Linked DNA regions of Mus musculus: all the other regions are linked to region 1. The links are chromatin contacts, called in public Hi-C and HiChIP or PLAC-seq maps. All regions are on one chromosome and are shown on one strand. The core of a region is the stretch at or near the end of the contact, and the rest is flanking DNA. Distances in the headings are between cores, read along the strand shown.

What was found. A called contact is a pair of places that touch in the nucleus more often than the background predicts. HiChIP or PLAC-seq counts read pairs in DNA pulled down with a chosen protein or histone mark.
Region 2: a Hi-C map of embryonic stem cells shows a contact between it and region 1, with 4 times the contacts expected there. The contact joins two enhancer-like sites. A contact is called at or near these places in 3 of 39 promoter capture datasets (the C10 cell line, embryonic stem cells and pre-B cells), 8 of 15 datasets of contacts at CTCF or cohesin (CD8 T cells, the NIH/3T3 cell line, embryonic stem cells and 3 more), 177 of 484 Hi-C or Micro-C datasets (the 63-12 cell line, the AML12 cell line, the AtT-20 cell line and 91 more), 16 of 115 datasets of contacts at active chromatin or transcription factors (the HPC-7 cell line, the NIH/3T3 cell line, T-cell acute lymphoblastic leukemia and 8 more) and 3 of 9 other capture datasets (adipose tissue, embryonic stem cells and liver).
Region 3: an H3K27ac HiChIP or PLAC-seq map of large pre-B cells shows a contact between it and region 1, with 3 times the contacts expected there. The contact joins two enhancer-like sites. A contact is called at or near these places in 1 of 15 datasets of contacts at CTCF or cohesin (the NIH/3T3 cell line), 5 of 484 Hi-C or Micro-C datasets (CD8 central memory T cells, adipose-derived mesenchymal stem cells, embryonic fibroblasts and 1 more), 4 of 115 datasets of contacts at active chromatin or transcription factors (CD8 T cells, effector CD8 T cells, large pre-B cells and 1 more) and 1 of 9 other capture datasets (liver).

Annotation. Positions count from the first base shown.
Region 1 is chr5:21,259,357-21,262,677 of GRCm38.p6, reverse strand. The region is part of intron 19 of Gsap (gamma-secretase activating protein); the gene reads right to left. Among named protein-coding and RNA genes, the nearest start is that of Gsap, 75 kb to the right of the region's middle. Within about 2 kb of position 1,762, at least 28 of the 459 cell types and tissues checked have an H3K27ac peak or open chromatin away from gene starts, as enhancers often do.
Region 2 is chr5:21,589,053-21,592,373 of GRCm38.p6, reverse strand. All of the region lies in intron 7 of Fbxl13 (F-box and leucine-rich repeat protein 13), which reads left to right. Among named protein-coding and RNA genes, the nearest start is that of Lrrc17, 47 kb to the right of the region's middle. Within about 2 kb of position 1,768, at least 3 of the 459 cell types and tissues checked have an H3K27ac peak or open chromatin away from gene starts, as enhancers often do.
Region 3 is chr5:20,931,245-20,934,565 of GRCm38.p6, reverse strand. All of the region lies in intron 1 of Rsbn1l (round spermatid basic protein 1-like), which reads left to right. Among named protein-coding and RNA genes, the nearest start is that of A630072M18Rik, 18 kb to the left of the region's middle. Within about 2 kb of position 1,740, at least 97 of the 459 cell types and tissues checked have an H3K27ac peak or open chromatin away from gene starts, as enhancers often do.

The sequences.
Region 1 (3,321 bases), core at 513-3,012:
AGTCACAACTATCAATTACACAAAAGGACCAGCTACATTAAGGAATTTGATCCAGAAACAGAGCAAAATGAGCCTGTGGTAATGGCTCATCTGCAAACCACTGCCAGCAATAAACATCTGCCTCTCACCATCAGTGTCTCAAAGACACTGGCTTTGGTCCTACCTCTGTTGATTAATCAGCATCTTGGGAAGGAGGCCCAGTCTGAGAGACCCCTTTACTCTCCGTACAGGACAAAGAGCAGGGCTAACATGTCAGTCTTCCTAGGATCTTCAGTGACTCGCATCTCGGGACCCATTTCTGCTTGCTCTCCAGAGAAACCCAGCAATGTGTGCATCATGTCTACCATATATAAAGTGCAATAGCAAATGTCTTTGTGGACAGAAGTTCGAAAGGCAGCATCTAAGAGCGTTATGTGGGAGCATCCCCACAGGTGGCAGACAACTGAAATTCCCGAGGCTGAACACTAAGAGAGCTGCAAGCACACAGCTATCTCATTCAAGTCTCAGGATATAGCTAAGCTTCCTCCTGCTCCAGGATCCGGCAAAAAGTCCACTTCCCTGACCCAACTAGGGAGTTTTATCAGCCATTCTGTTTTGGTTTTTTTATAGGCTGGACAATTTTAAATGTAATCTATAATTATGGCCGTCTAACTCACATTTAGCTTTCTTGAAGCTCAGAGTGACTGATAAGAAAGGAATAGAAATAATTTTCTAGCTGGGTCTGGTTCTCAGCTTTATAGCTAGTAGGTAGGGAGTCTGGCTATCCACCCTCTACAAAAAATGGCAGGAATTAGCTCACTGCTCCGAGGCTCTATGAATGATAAATCATGCTGCTTCGTGGTATCATAAAATTATGTTCACGACATTAATGGAACTCTCACTGTAACTAATTCACTCTCCCAGGACACAGATGCAATCCAAACTTTAGAAAATCCTAACCCCACCCCCACCCCCAGAACCAGCTTGGAACAGGGCTTCCTTTTCCCCAGAGCAACAGCTCTAAAGGCTCAGAGCAGCGAGCTGTTACATTGTGGATGTGCCAGTATTTCAGATTGCCAGCAAACAATGGTATCTGTCTGCACGGTGGAATTAGTGCCTTCTGTGCTTCTTGCCCTGTCTAGTTAAAGCAGCTTCCAAACATGTTGAATGAAGAGGTACAAGCAAAGTCTGGATAAAGAGCCCAGGTGGCACCCTCCACCAGATGCTCAGGAGGTGGCAAACAACCTCTTCCCAGCTGCTCAGTAGCCCTGTACCTGAAAGACTGCAGGAGTCACAGCTCATGCCCTAAGCAGGAGGGAGTCACGTCTTCCTGGCCTTCCCAGTCTCCAGGTCAGCTACTCAGGAATCTCTGAACACGTGATTAAATAAATTAACAACATCTGATTTTGAGCCAGGCATGTGGTGCACACTTGGAATCTCAGCCCTTGGGAGGCTGAGGAAGGAGAGACAGAGGAAGTGGGGAAGAGAGGGAGGGAGGGAGGGAGGAAAAAGAGAGAGACAGAGAAACAGAGACAGAGAGACAGAGATAGAGAGACATAGAGAGAGAGAAAGAGAGAGAGACAGAACTACTTTGGTAAAACTGCCCAGTCCTCTACTTGAAGCAGACTCTCTTCTTTACCCATATATTTGAGTAAGCTATAGTTTCCCTCTTTGGTTTCCTGTGGTTAAATAGTTTTCGTGATTTCTCTTCTCACTATAAAATTAGGAGCTATTTTTAGCCTTTTACGCAAGTTGCTGCTTCCCCTGGGCAGCCGATAGCTTACTAAGGATCAAAGCCCTCCTGAGGAAGGTCAGTCTTGACAACATTTCTTTACAGCATCGTCCTTGTCCCGTATGGCAATTTTTAAAAAAAACAAATAGAGCTTTTAAACATTTTTAAAAAACGTATCTGCATGTTTGCCTGCAGGTATATAGGTGTATGTGTACCGCATGCGTGCCTGCTACCTGGAGAGACCAGAAGATGGTGGCAGGTCCTTAGAACTGGAGCTACAGACAGTTGCGAAACACCATGTAAGTACCGGGACTGAACCCAGGTCCTCGGAAAAAAACAGCAACTCTTTTAACCACTGAGCCATCTCTCTAGCTCCCTCCCCAAGACATGCTTTTTATATTATTTTTAAGATTATTTGGTAAGCCATTTACAAAGAGAGGAAGCTTTTTGCCTTAAGCAGGTGTACTTGCCCCAACATGTCCCCAAGTCAGCTCCTATGAGGCACCATCAACTAATGGCTTGTAAATGACGAACATTTGTTCTCCAGTTCTTGAAACTGGGACACCGTCCTGTCTTCCTTGTGACATCATAAGGTAGGAAGCATTGAGCTTGGTTTCATTATTTTAAAAAAACAATAATGACCAATCCAAATCATAAGGCCGTAGTTGTCCCCTCCTAAAGCCATCACACCAGGGATCAGGACTTCAACATCTGAATCTGAGGGGACACACCTGGACTCCAACCCTAGACTGAGCACATGTCACATCGGGAGGGGCTGTTCCATCTCACATTGTCCTCCCTTCCTTGACTTGGCCAGGAGAGAGGAGGTGTAGTCAGAGTACACTTACTAATGGTCAGTAAGTAAGCCAATTAGGACAAAAGACAAAAAGAACTTTCTTGTTACCCTTCTACTTTTAAAATGAAAACACACAATGTTGATAAGGTTGCAATAAACTCCTACCTAAATTCTTTTGTTCTTAGATTTATGTATATGTATGTGCATCTCTCTGTGTGCACGGCACACATATGTGGGTGCTAATGGGGGCCAGAAGAGGGTGTGGGATCCCCTGGAATGGAGTCAAAGGTCACTGTGAGCCATGTGGTATGGGACCTGGGGACTAAACTGGGTCCTTCGGAAAAGCAGCAGTGCTCTTGACCCCAGAGTCATTTCTTCAGCCCCCTATATCTTTTTGACCATGTAGATTACCACAACTTTTATTGAATATTAGTTTCGAAGAAGAAATCAAAGCTATAAAAAAGTCATAGTGTTTTACCATAAGACATACTCAACCTTGAACCTTAGAGGGATAAACCAATAGAAAAACTATATGTATAAGAATATACAAAAATGAAATATTATCTTTACTGGATAAAAGAAAAAAGTGTATTTCTAGGGATTCCACCTGTGATCTCACATATGTGAGGCAACCACCTTACTACCAAGTTATTTTCCCAGAAAATGTTTGTATAATGTCTTCTGCTCAAAACCAGAAGATTGATCAAATAAATGACATGCCAATTCAGGAGAATCATTACAGTTCATTACTTCATGTAACAACACGAAACGTGTTGAGAAGTTTATATTTGATCAAAAGTTTCTAGAGTACCAT
Region 2 (3,321 bases), core at 519-3,018, 330 kb before region 1:
CTGACATTCTTCCCAGGAGCTATATTGGCAGCAGCCGGGGTTGCATGTGGAATTAATTTCTAGTATTTCCAAGGGTTATTGCATATGAACATTTGAAAATTCTTTATACATTATGTAATGATGGCCCCATTCCTTAGGAAAAAGTAGAGGTTTGTGGTAATGAGTAGTAAAGTCTGAAATAGCTTATTCCATATTCCAATGTGGACCCTCCCCCACTTCTTTTCAGGTATCTCTGGGCAACTCTGTACGGAATTCATGAGGTGTGACATTGTAAAATAGTCACCTAAGAGGTAAATGTTACATGAGCTAATGAGTGAGTAATGCACTGGACACTGGGACAAGTGTCAATGCACACGCACTGGGAAAGGCGTTATACAGTTTTCGTTACTAGGTAAGCAACCATGCAAAGCACAGCAGTTATGTGAAAATCCAAATCCATTCATGCACGAATTTCACATCCAAATGATGCATAGGATCCAGTTAGATTTGTGTTTTGCTGTTATTGTTGCTATAATTAATATCCTATTAGAACTTATAGTTGGGGATGATTTAATCCTAAAATGTGGGTAAAATAAACTTTTCAAGTTTGCTAATAAAAATCAGATAGTAATGAGACTAGAGAAGGAATCCCAGTGGGTAAAGAGCTTGGTGTGCATGTGTGAAGACTGGAATTTAGATCCTCAGCACCAACCCAGCAAGCTGTGTGTAGTGTGCATTTGCAACCCCAGTGCTGGGGGCAAAGATGGGCAGACCCTGGGGACAAGTTGGCTGGGCAGTCTAGACAAAAAGGAGTCTTTGAAGTTCATTGAAAAACTCTGTCGTAAGCAAGCAAGCAAGTAAGTAAGCAAGCAAGCAAATAAGTAAATAAATGTGGGGAAGCAGTCAAGGAAGACATCCTAATATCAATCTATTGCCTCTAAATGTGCCTACCTGGGCAAGACCACACACACACACACACACACACACACACACACACACACACACACACAAAGGTATACATGGCCTTCCCAATGACACAATGGCAATACATAAGCAAAATGTGAAGGTTTTACCTTTATTTCCATATTTAGATGTATGAAAGTTTTACATCTTGATGAAATCTGATTTATCTTTTCCTGTGTTGCTTTTGCTTTGGATATTATAGGACTTACTTTATATTTTCTCCTAAGAATTTTATAGCTTTAGTTCTTCTGTTTAGGTCTTTGATCCATTTGGGGTAAGTTTTTTAAAAAAAATTTTTTATTTTTATTTTTTTATGGAAGTAGGTATAGAAGAGTGTCCCATATCCATTTTTTTCTATTTCAGTGTCCAGCATAGTGAGAAACTGTTTTTCCTCAGTAGGATAGTTTGGTCTAGCCATAGAAGGATGTATCTGTTTCTGGATTCTCCATCCCATGTGCTGTATGCCTGTTCTGGGACTTAGTGTTTTGATTTTTGCAGCTTTGTAGTTAAGTATGAAGTCAGGAAATGTGACCTCTCCAGCTGTTGTTTTTAAAAGTTGTTTTGAGATCTCTTGCATTTACATGTGAACTTGAAGACTGGCTTCCATTTTTACACAAGAAGCCTTTGGAAATTTGACAGATTCGATTGAGTCTGTAGACTTTAGGTAGAATTGACACCTTGGCATTTTTACTGTTCATAGTGTCTTTGGTAGGATTGTCTTATAAGGTCTCAATTGTGTGCATTTAGTGTTTACATCACCAGCAGTTGTAAAAACCTGGTTTAGTTCCTCTTACTGTTACTGCACCTTCCAGTTCACAGACACGGACTGTTGCTCTGATTCTTCAATCACCTCCAGTTCCTGTCAAGGTGTTTCCTCACATGGGGTCTGAGGACTAACCTTTCACCTCCTTAGTTGAAAGTATTCCTAAGACTTTTATTCAAAAGTGAGACTGTAAGCTCCTTCAGACATGCAAGGAAATCTAATGAACAGCAGTGTGCTGACCCCTGGCATAGTCCAGCAAGCATAGCACGTGGAATTAAAGTCTCCTGATGGCCTTTTCTTCCCTGCTTTCTTGAATTAGTGTTTGCTATTCCACAGGACAATACAGAACCTCCCAAGTGTGTCTCTGTCCTAATCTTGAGAACCTTTGAATGTGCCACCTTACATGGCACAATCCTTTTTTCAGATGTGATTAAGGGTCTTGAGATGGGACAGTTAGCCTGGATTATCAGGACACCTCTCCTGAAATGTCAGGATCCCTGAAAAGAAAAGAGAGAATCAGGGCCTCTTGCAATATTCCTTTCCAAGGGCTGGGTGAGCTCTAGGGACTCTAACTTTGATGACCCAGAGATATAAGTTACCCAGGATCTTCCTACGGGGTAGCTATGTGAATTTTGTGGAAGAAAACAGGTTTGCTTGTTTATTTATTTATTTATCCACTTATTATTGAAAGAAAGTCTCAATAAACACTAGAGGTCCTGAAACTCACAATCTCCCTGCCTCTTCAAGTGATATGATGGCAGATAATGTACAAGCTAATCCAGTTTGTTGTCCTTTTGGACCAGATCAGTTACCCAGGTACAGATCTGATCCTGGGGGTTTGTCGACAGTAAAATACTCTTCAAGGGTGAACTGTCTCACCTCTTTTTTTTTTTTTTTTTTAAGAATTATTTATTTGGGGCTGGAGAGATGGCTCAGCGGTTAAGAGCATTGACTGCTGTTCCAGAGGTCCTGAGTTCATATCCCAGAAACTTATATATAATAAATAAATAAATCCTTTAAAAAAGGAATTATTTACTTAATATACATTAGTACACTGTAGCTGTCCTCAGACACACCAGAAGAGGGCATCAGATCCTATTACAGATGGTTGTGAGCTACCATGTGGGTGATGGGAATTGAACTCAGGACCTCTGGAAGAGCAGTCCATGCTCTTAACCATTGAGCCATCTCTCCAGCCCCTGTCTCACCTCTTACTGTGAGCTTCCCATATCATGCCAGCCAGGGCCTTTTCCAGAAGAGCTGAGAGATGCAGAGAGGTTGATTTCCCCACCCCCATCTACCAGATACCGAGGTGTCATCACTATGGGTCAGTCAGGCTCTCCTGGTGGCTCTGCAGCCATGTTGTGGGGACTCATGCACTGTTGGACATCTCTAGTGAAGTGTCTGGATAATTGCTTTTATTAGTTAAAGTATGTCTTTTCATAAGATTTTAAAATTTACCTAAATTATAATAGTAAGCCAAATGAATAAAAATGAGATGTTAGTACTCAAGGAAAATATCAGAGCAAAAAGCATTATTAAGCTGTGATTTTTGTCTTCTAACTGGTGAATTTTCAATAACTGATTGTGACTTTTCCTGAGTGTAGTGATATCAG
Region 3 (3,321 bases), core at 491-2,990, 330 kb after region 1:
GTTTCCTTCATCAATCTCCGAAGTGAGCTAACACCAATGGCATTTTCTTTATTTAGGTAGACAGAAGCAAGTTGCATTTGCTCAATTTATTTTAAGCAATAGAGAGCCATGATGAGGTTTAATTAATGTGTTGCCCCATTGAGACACTCATAGTTTCAGCTTTTTAAAAATTACTAAGCAGACCAATGGCTTTTGTTAGGATATTTTCATATATCCGATTTGGTTTATTCTCCCCTTTTGATGCCTCCTCCTGCTACACTAACTATCTCTGCCTTCATGTCACATGCACTTGTTGTCCTTGTTCTTCTTCACACCCTTCCTCAGGAAAGGCAATGAACCATGACAAATTGTAAGAATTTCTTAAGGAATGAAGGTGTGGAGTTTGGCAGAGACTGGCTAGGCATATCTGGAGAGTCACTTACTTAATCATGTAAGTTGCAGGAGTATAGGAAAGATACTTAAGACAGACTCTAGAGGGAAGTTCGGGTTTAGATGACAGGAGTGTGAGAATTAGGTAGGTATATTACAATATCACTGAAATACGATGAGAGAATTTGATGGAGAGGCCAGTGTTTATCCCCTGAAGAGGGAAGGGGTGACTTGCTGGGGTTGGTAACTTTTCTTAGCTGTGTGCCAGGGAGAGGCTGTGTGAAATCCTCTCTGCCCTCGTCCCTGCTCATAGAGTTCTTTTCTTTTCTCAGTTGCCTTCATCTCCTTTCTCTTCTACTTATTTTTTTTAATAAATGTGTTGACTTTCTTTTTTTTATAAAGTTTTTTTTTTTAAGATTTATTCATTTATTACATGTAAGTACACTGTAGCTGTCTTCAGACACTCCAGAAGAGGGCATCAGATCTTGTTAATGAATGGTTGTGAGCCACCATGTGGTTGCTGGGATTTGAACTCAGGACCTACAGAAGAGTAGTTGGTGCTCTTAACCACTGAGCCATCTCTCCAGTCCCCTTGTCTTCTACTTCATTTCATTTTGCACATCCACTGTCCATTCTGCTTCTTCATTTTTTCTTCTTTTTCTGGCTTGCTCGCTGATCTATTTCCAACAATGTATTATTCTTAGCTGGATGTGGGAGGAACAGGGAGATTTCAGTGTGGTTGCTCAGATCAGTTGATTTCATGAACTTCATTATGAGGGTCTTGACTTAAGGCTCAGTCAGGATAGTTAGAATTGATAATATGAATCCTATTTGAATTTTTGCTTCAAAATATATAATAGCTGAAAGCTTTAGAATGGATTTTTCTGTATTTCATAAGAGCTTCCAGTTTGATTTTTTTTTTTTTTCCTTCCTCCGAGACCGGGTTTCTCTGTGTAGCCCTGGCTGTCCTGGAACTCACTCTATAGACCAGGTTGGCTTCAAACTCAGAAATCCACCTGCCTCTGCCTCCCAAGTGTTGGGATTAAAAGCGTGTAACACCACTGCCGGGCTCAGTTTGAAATTTTATGATGCTCAAATAAAATTCTAATGAGCCTTTTAGTTTTTTCTTTCAGATCTATATATTTTACTTTATGTGTATAAATATTCTCCCTGCATGTACATATGTATACCACGTGCATTCTTGTGGGATTCTCCGAACTGGAGTTAGAGATTGCTGTGAACTACCATGTGGGTACTGGGAATTTGAGCTTTGGTCCTTTGAAAAAGCAGTAAGTTCTTTTATTGTTGAGTTGTTTCCCCAGCAAGCAACTAGTGAAGCTGTTAAAAGAACTTCCTTTTTTCTAAATGTGTGGGTCATGGGATAGAGTGATCTTCCTGTCTCCGCCTCTCTCCTCAGTGTCGGGATTACAGATGTGAGCCACCACATGTGGTTTACCTGTGCTGGGGGTTGATGCAGGGCTGTGTGCATTTTGGGGAAGTGCTTTATCAGTTGAGCTATGTCCCCAACCCCTAATTCAGCTTATTTCTCTCATTTCCCATATCTTAGTCAAATAACCAGTGTTTGTAATTTTTATAATGTGTTTGCAGATGTAACTTATCCAGATCAGAGATGCCCTTCTTTTTTGTTTTTTGGTTTTGTTTTTTCTGAGACAGGGTTTCTCTGTGTAGCCCTGGCTGTCCTGGAACTCACTCTGTAGACCAGGCTGGCCTCGAACTCAGAAATCCACCTGCCTCTTCCTCCCAAGTTCTGGGATTAAAGGCGTGCGCCAGCACCTCCAGGCTCAGAGATGCTCTTCTATAGGGCTGGGTTGGTCCTGAGTACTGTTCTTGGGAGTCCTGTTTTGTTGTCATCCTGTTTGTACTTAATGTAGACTGGCCGCCTTCTAAGGCGGGTGCGCATGTCCTCTACTTTTATTTACTTTATTTTTCATTTTTGGGTTTTGTTTTTGTTTTTTGTTTTGAGACAGAATTTCTCCTGCAACCCTAACTGTCCTGGAACTCGCTTTGTAGACCAGGCTGGTCTTGTACTCTCAGAGATCTATCTGCCTGCCTCCCAAGTGCTGGGATTAGAGGTGTGAGCCCCCACCCCTTGCCCTGCCTTACTTTACTTTTTGTTTACTACTGTATTTTCTTGAGCAGAGTTCATTGTTCTAGTTCTTGAGTGACTGATCACTCCACTGTTTAGCAAAGAACAACTTGGAAATCAACACTTTTAAAAGATATACATGATATAATATACATATTACATATTACCTATCAGTATAATATACAATATTATATGTATATGTAATTATATTACATATATATTTACACATATATATATAAAGTTCCCTTGTTTAAATATCTGATTATGTGGATGGATATTTGAATGTGTGTGCATGTGAAAAAATATAGATAGATAGATAGATAGATAGGTGTGTATTCATATATGCATACATATACATATGATAGTCTCTCTGTTTTCATGTACTATTTCAGGAATATTTTATCTAGTTTCTATCTGTTCTAGACAGTTTTTGTTGTTTGTTTTGTGTGCATGCATGGGGAGGCCAGATGTCCTTCTGGGTGTCATGCTTTGGGAGCCACCATATTTTATTGTTTTTGCTAGTGTGAGTGCAGGCATGCACATGCTGTGGTTTCTGTGTGGAGATAAGGGACAGCTTCGGTGGGCGTGGTTCTCACTTTGTACCTTCATGTGAGGTCAGTGTGGTCAGGTGCCTTACACGTAAGCCATCTTGGTGGCCCTTACTTTTTTTTTAAACTGTTTTTTTATTTTTATGGGACAGATTTTCTCACTGGATCCTAAGGCTTGCCAATTTTTTTAGAATGGCTGGCAATCAAGCTCCAGGCTTTTCTAGATTGCTGTGTTGTTAAAGTTATGTAGCATGTGGCATTTTACACTGTATTCTTTCAGTTAGTAATGCTCATGTA